2 separate regions of the Sus scrofa genome follow, and region 1 is linked to region 2. Evidence: chromatin contacts called from public Hi-C data. All regions are on one chromosome and are shown on one strand. Each heading gives the region's core, a stretch centred on a gene start, on an enhancer-like site or on the middle of the called end of the contact. The rest is flanking DNA. Distances are from core to core; before and after follow the strand shown. Region 1 overlaps AK8 (adenylate kinase 8). Region 2 holds the start of CFAP77 (cilia- and flagella-associated protein 77).

What was found. Hi-C and Micro-C count contacts between places; a contact is called where the count stands out from the background.
Region 1: a Hi-C map of retroperitoneal adipose tissue shows a contact between it and region 2, with 3 times the contacts expected there. The contact joins the enhancer-like site here to the promoter of CFAP77 in region 2. A contact is called at or near these places in 1 of 5 promoter capture datasets (liver), 22 of 47 Hi-C or Micro-C datasets (alveolar macrophages, blood, brain and 12 more) and 2 of 2 datasets of contacts at active chromatin or transcription factors (alveolar macrophages and skeletal muscle).

Annotation. Positions count from the first base shown.
Region 1 is chr1:272,566,689-272,570,259 of Sscrofa11.1, forward strand. All of the region lies in intron 10 of AK8 (adenylate kinase 8), which reads right to left. Among named protein-coding and RNA genes, the nearest start is that of AK8, 57 kb to the right of the region's middle. Within about 2 kb of position 1,758, at least 9 of the 83 cell types and tissues checked have an H3K27ac peak or open chromatin away from gene starts, as enhancers often do. A contact at or near this core is called in retroperitoneal adipose tissue and subcutaneous adipose tissue, where this site is marked.
Region 2 is chr1:272,215,098-272,218,837 of Sscrofa11.1, forward strand. It overlaps CFAP77 (cilia- and flagella-associated protein 77), which reads left to right and starts at 1,484. Exons shown (of 7, transcript XM_021085476.1): 1 at 1,484-1,496; 2 at 1,816-2,165. The coding sequence starts at 1,484.

The DNA of each region.
Region 1 (3,571 bases), core at 508-3,007, 350 kb after region 2:
AAGACGGGAGCTTCCGGGCGGCCAAGCCTGCATGACGGGCGCTGCTCTTCGACTGCCGTGGAGGTGGCTGTGCGGAGCCCTGGGGAATAAATTTGCTCTGCTCAGCGCAGCTCGAATTGGAATGAGTTTAGGAGGTCAGACCCATACATCTCAAAATCCAGAGCAGAGAATAAGTATCTCCCAGGCCTCTGTCCACAGGGCCGCCGAGGGCCCGGGATCAGGAGATTTAGGACGAGCTGAGACGGGGCCCTGGAGGCCGCTGCCCAGTATGCGTGGAAAGATGTGAAAGCCACGCGGTTATTAATTCTCCGCTGATCTGAGAGGCGGAGGTGTTGACAGCACCTGTGAGGACAAACAAGAACGTAACTAAGCCTGCAGAGGTCACGGCTGGAACACCGATCAGGAGGCCCCGCGGGGCATATGAGAAAGTGGCTCCGTGCGGGCAAAGCCGACTTCTGGATCTTCCTCCAGCTGCTGGCAGCGGCCATGACTGTGAGGGTGGCCGGACTGCACGGCCACGACCAAGCTGCCCGTCCCCAGGGCTTGCAGCTTGGAGGCTGGTGGGGAGAGGCAGGAAGCCAGCAGCCAGGAGCACCGGCGGAGTCCCGGCGGGGAGGAGGGCCCGCCCGCAAAGGGGCACTGCCCGCTCTGGGGTGTGACCGGGGCAGGGGAGGGGGAGTTCTACACCAGGTGGGCTACAGGACAGAATGTTCTGGCGGTGACAGCTGCCAGCTCTGAGCTGCTGGGGCAGAGGTGATGAGGGCTCTTGTGTCCTTTCAAGAATCTCTGCTCCTTTAGCTGAGCTCCCTGAACTTTGTAGGGTTTCTGGAACCTTCTGGATTTCTCTGAGAAAGCACAGGAGGGGCTCCCAGGAAGGCTGGCACCCAGCAGGCACATCGGAAGCCCACCCAGGGCCTGGGGGGGGATCTGAGTCGCTTCCACGGCCCCCTGGGGGGAGGGGCAGCCACAGCTCCTCTCCCAGAAGTTCTGCCAACGGTGGAAGGTGATGGTGGGAGCTCCTGCAGTGGTGCAGTGGTTAATGAATCCGACTAGGAACCATGAGGTTGCGGGTTCGATCCCCGGCCTTGCTCAGTGGGTTAAGGATCCAGCGTTGCCGTGAGCTGTGGTGTAGGTCGCAGATGCGGCTCGGATGCCAAGTTGCTATGGCTCTGGCGTAGGCTGGGGTCTACAGCCCCGATTAGACCCCCTAGTCTAGGAACCTCCACATGCCGCAGGAAGCAGCCCTAGAAAAGGGAAAAGAGAGAGAGAGAGTGATGGTGGATGAGCGAGCTCTCTGGTTCAGGGGCAGCATGGTCCAGGGCGGTGTGGGAGCGTGAGCTCCCCCTGCCCCTGCCTCTCTCCCGCACAGACAGGGGTCACCCGTGGGACTGGCCATGTCCCTCCGGCTCCCACCCTCTAGGTGGCGGGCCCTCGCCCTCAGTGCGGCCGCATTCCCTCCCACTTCCACCTCCACCCAGTCGGGCTCTTCCTGGGGACGCCTGGGCCGGTCTCCCCAGCCCCACTTTCGGGGGGTGGCTCTTTATGGTGAAGTGCCACCTCTGCCTCCCACCTGGCTTGTCCCCGGGCCTGGACCGGGGGGGAGGTGGGGGGCATTCAGGAAGCCTGACTGTGCCCTCCGAGCCAGGCCACCTTCTCCGTCCAATACCCCCGGAGACCCTGGGTCTGTCTCCTGAGGAGTTCCAAGCTCAGGCTGGGTGAGGCTGATTCCCTGCCAGAAACCCAGACACCAGCAGTGCCGGATTCCAGAAGATTCCGGAAGGGGCGTGGGGCTGTGGTAACTACGCAGAGCTTCCGTGCTCAGTCTGACCTTCCTTTCAAAGCTGACTTCGGTGGAGAATCATTTAAATTTTCTTCCTGTCTCCCCTGGCGGCGAGGCGGCTTGGCCAGACCTGGGGGGTTCGGCGCTCTTCCTCCACCAGCCGAGGCTTTGGTTTTCTCGGCAGTGGCTCCGCAGCCACTAATGAGGCCTGTTAGTGGGGATGAATGTAAATGAATGCTTTGTTGTCCCCGCGAGCTCAGGATTAGCGCAGTGACAGAATTTATTGCTTCCGTTAGGAAGATGTGACACGGGTGCTGTGTCTTTCACTGTACAGGACGTGCAGGTGCAGAGCGACGCCGACTAAGTGAACAGAGGTTAGAGAGGAGAAAACTTAGCACAAAGCACTGACGACTGAGGCTACCGGCGGCGCCTGGCTCCCTTTACAGGAAATCGGGGATTACGCACTGTCTCCTCTGTAGGCACCGAAACACCAAAACAGAAAAGCAGCAGCTCTGCCTCTCGACCACCAGTGAAAAAGACACCCTGGGTGTGCTTGGCGGTCAGAGTCAGAGGGAGGCGTGAAGGCAGCTACACGGCTGACGGTGAAGACGGGAGGGGGGGCCTCCCGGAGGCTGGAAGAGGCAGGGAAACAGGTTCTCCCCAGAGAACTTCCCCCAGAGGAGCACAGCCCAGCCAGCACGTGATTGCAGGGCTTCTGACCTCCTGCACTGAAAGATAACAAACCTGTGAGTGTGAGACCCCTCAGCTGGGCTCGGCAGCACTGGAAAGCGAATAACCCAGCGATACCCAGAGGCGGCGTGGAGCACGCAGCACTCCCCGCCCGGTGGCAGGAGGGCGCCTCGGGCTGATGGGACCGGCGCAGTTGCTCGTGGGCCCCGAGCATCAAAGACCCAGGCCGTCTGCACCCCTGCGGCGGCACGAGAGGAGGCACCGCGGTACTACTGAAGGGCACCCGTCTGGAAAGCACCCGCACGTGGGCTTTTTGTGACTTCCTAATTTGGAAAAAAAAATTCAAAAGTATAGGAAAGCTGCAAGAGGAGACAAAGGCTTTCTGCCTTCACTTGCCTAGGATTTGCCCAGCGTCCACTTTGCCTCAGCAGCCTGGCCGTTGTCTTTCTGAACCGTGAAACGTTGCTTCGTGGAGAAGTAGACACATTACCACCCAGTGTGTGCAGCAGGACACTAAAGTGACATAAACCTGCTAAGAACCACTCTTTTACGCAACCAACGTTCTTTAGGGGGCTGATAACCAGCCCTGCCCTGATAAGGCGGAAGTCGGGCAAATGTGCTCCAGCGGCGGCGGCGGCGGCCTCCAGCTCACCACTGACACACGAGGGCCGTGTGGCCGGCGGCGGCAGCCCCCAGATCTGGAGCAGGGACTTGTACTCCCACCCAGGGCCCCGGCTCGCATCCCGTCCCAGTCACCAGCCCTGTGACTCAGGAGGGAACAGGCCCCTCACTGACCCCCGTGTCTCACTATGAAGGTCCCTGCGCTGGGTGGATGCCATTCGGCCTCACTTGAACGTCACCCCGGAGCTAGAGCAACTGAAGGAGGGTCTTGGAGGGCCGGGCCAGGCGGTCCTCCCCGGGGCCCTGTAAGCCGAGGTCAGGAGCCAGCAGCCGGTTCCGAGCTTCCTCATCCACGTACCCGGCCCAGAAAACAGCAGGAGAGGCGGGAGCCTTCTGTCGGGAGGGCGGCCCTGTCAGGGCCTGTGCCTTGCCCTTTTCTTTCCTTTTTGGCCGCACCCATGGCATATGCAAGTTCCCAGG
Region 2 (3,740 bases), core at 234-2,733:
TAGTGGGTATTTGTTAATCCCAAACTCCTAATCTATCCCTCCTTACTCCCCTTCCCCCCTTGGCAACCATAAGTTTGTTTTCTATGTCCGTGGGCCTCTTTCTGTTTTGTATATATGTTCATTGATATGTTTAAAAATTTATCTATTTATTTTGGCTGCACCCACAGCATGTGGAAGTCCCCAGGCCAGGAACCAAACTTGCAACAAGCTGCTGCAGTGACAGTGCTGGATGCTTAACCCGCTGCACCACCAGTGAACTCCTTTTTTTTTTTTTTTTTTTTTTTGATTCCACATATAAGCGATATCACATGATATTTGCCTTTCTCTTCTGGCTTACTTCACTTAGTGTGAGACTCTCTAGGTCCATCCATGTTGCTGCAAATGGCTTTATTTCATTGATATTTGCACATTTAATGAAGATGGTGATTGGGTAAATGACCCCACAAAAGGTTGGAACTAGGAGGTAGACTAGAGATCATCCAGGCTAGTTGTTCCCAAAACACTGCATTCCATCCCCTGGGAAGCTCTTAAAAAGTGCAGATTCCCAACTTTGCATACGGACTGCATTTCAGGAGCTATTTTATTGTCTCATAATAAAATCCATAGACATGATAATAGTACTGTGGTCTGTACAAGTTCCTTGTTCTTGGCAGATACACATATTTAGGGTCAAATATGATACTGTCTGCAGTTATTTTCAAAATGATTCAGCAATATATACATGTGCATCCATGTACACACACACACACACATACACACACACAGAATGTGGTAGACACTAAATACCAGTGAATCTAGCTGAAGTCTATATGGGCTTTCATTATACTCTTCTTCCAAAGTTGCTGTAGCTTTGAATATTAAAAAAAAAAAAAAAAAAGGAGTTCCCATCGTGGCTCAGCAGAAATGAATCCAACTAGGAACCATGAGGTTGCAGTCTCATCCCTGGCCTCATTCAGTGGGTTAAGGATCCGGCGTTGCTGTGAGCTGCGGTGTAGGTCGCAGACGCAGCTCAGATCTGGTGTTGCTGTGCCTCTGGCATAGGCCTGCAGCTTAGCTCCAATTAGACCCCTAGCCTGGGAACCTCCATATGCTGCAGGTGTGGCCCTCAAAAGATGAAAGACAAAAAAAAAAAAAAAAAAAAAAAATCCGAAGAGGAGGGAGGAGATTTTTAAAAATGCAGATTCCCAGAAACCTTTCCAGATATTCTGATTCAGTGAATCTGTATTTTTTCAACGTCCCTCTATTCTGCGGCTCAGAGTGGGATGCCTTAGATTTCGTCCAACTCGACTTTCCTCCCTACCCGTTTCACAGAAGAATACACTGAGGACAGAGGTGACTAATTTGAGACACCCAGTGCATTAACAGTCATATTAGACCTGGAATTCGGATCTCTATTCGTCTGGAAATATGTAGCGCTCTTTGCCGCAGCGCGCGCGTGTGGCGCAGGGAGAAGCGGGAAGGGCAGTGAGTGGTGTCGGGGTAAATGAAAGTCAAGGGTAAAGTCCTTCTAGAGCCCTGTAGCTTTTAACACGGTCCAGTGGTGATGCTTGGGTTTTTCTCAGAGCTGTTTACGAAAACAAGACCTCTATGTAGGCCACCAATAAGTTTCCTAAAAGTAAAACCACCAAAAGCGTTCCAGCGCCGTTGGCGTCCCGTCGCCATCGAGACGGACCGTTCCATTCTTTCTCAAGGGGTGGTTTTGATTTTCGCTTCTTTTCCAAACCGCAGCTCGGTGCCCAGAAGACGCTCTCAGGAACCAGAGGGGCTTATGTAGATTTTAGAGCTCCTTGCAAAGAGGGGGCGGCGCGATGTGAGTGCGCCTCGCTCCGAAGGGGGCCCAGCGCCCGGTGTCCACCCCGGGGCCGGGTGGTGCGTCCCAGGACCTGCGGAGTGCCCTTCGGAACTCCACGCCCGCCACCCAGCTGGAAAGCGCGCCCGATCCAGCCCGCGGGCCGACTCTCCGCGACCCCCAGGATGCCAGAGGCCGGAGCTCCAGCCAGGACCTCATGAGATGGAAGAAGAAGCCGCCGGTGCGCCGCACAGTCAGCCAGATCTGCCCGCCCCCGCGGCGGCCCCTAACGGTGGCCGACATCCGCCCGGGCATGGAGAACGATAGGCTGGGGGTCGTGAGGGATTCCATGTTTCAGAACCCTCTCATCGTCAAGGTGAGCTGTCCCCACGCCCAACACCCTCTTGCGCTCGCCCCCTTACTGGGTACCCACGCGGCCGGGGGTTTCCATCCGTCCTGGCCGGGCCCCACCGCTGCTGTCCGAGCGCGGCTTCGGAAAATCCAGCTCTGGTCCAGATGGACTTGGACCCATGCGGTCATGGGCAGGCCAGATCACCTCAGTAAGCCTCAGTTTCCTCATCCGTGAAGTGGGATGATAATGGCCCTCATAAAAGAGAGTGATCGTGAATATTGCATAGGGTAATCCCTGCCGGACCCCTGGCACATCGGAAGCCCTCCACGTTGGCTGCTGCTATTTGCATATGTATTTGCCCAGGGTCAACCCACGTGGTGACAGGTAGCAGCATCCAATTATGTCCTTATCACCCGCCAGCCCTCTCAGGGTGCAGGCTTCCTCTCCTCTTCTTCCTGCACGCCTGGGCTGCTCTCTGGCGGCAAGCGTTCGATATCTCTCTTGGAAGCGTCCCTTCACACCTTAATTTCCACCCAATCATACTGTTATCCAGAATTACGACCCTCAGAGGGAAAAAGTGCGAATCTCTGCCCTAGGGCGCCTACTGGCACGTTCGAGTGAGGGAGCTGCGGTTTCCAACTATTCACCTCCTCTTTGATTTCACAAGCCCTCACCCGAGCAACGTTTCGGGGTTGTTGCGTCGCATCGACACGCCTTCCCCAGGCCCCAGGAAAAGTCTTGAGGTTTGGCGCTTGGAAAGCTGGTCACGGAGCAATTTTACCTTTAGCCACTGGAGGGCAGTGTGTCTCTAAAAATACGCGCAGTTCCCCAGACACCCGCGGTGGAAGGCGCAGGTCATAACCATGGATTCAGTCACCGTTATTTATCTGAAGGCCAGGAGCTGCCTAGAGCCCAGAGGTTTTGATTGCTAGCTTTTGCTTTTTGGTACAGGAACTTGGGCTTTCTTAACATCGTGGTGGACTCAGCTGAGTTACTTGGCTCCTATGAAAACATCATCTCTCTCCCGTCTTACCCAAACTGTGGTTCTGGGCCAGCAGCTGGGAGAAGCTGGCTTATGGCACTTGGCACCCTCCACTTAATACACCCCACGTCCAAGGGCTCTCAAAGTGGAGCAAAGTCCTTCACTGACGTCTAGGTGAGAAAAGCCACTCTCAGAGGATAGATGGCACAGACAGATGGGGTTTACTCTGGGACCAAGTGGGGGTGTCAATGTCCCCGCCCCAACCATTGTTTTTACTCAAGCAGTTACTGGTGGACCAACTCCTGCCGACTTAACTATAAAATGGACATGGAATTCCCTGGTGGCACAATGGGTTAAGGATTGGGTGTTGTCACCGCTGTGGCTCGGGTTCCATCCCTGGCCCGGGAACTTCTGCATGCTGTGGGTGTGGCCAAAAAGAAAAAGAACAACATACAGGAGTTATTCTCCATGGTGAATTACCAGTGTGTGGTTCTTACCCAAGGTATATGTATGCATACACACCTATGTATATGCATAGATATAGACATATTGTACACACGCATACATTTCACACCTATGTGTGCGTGCACACACGTGTTTCTCTACAATGTACATGT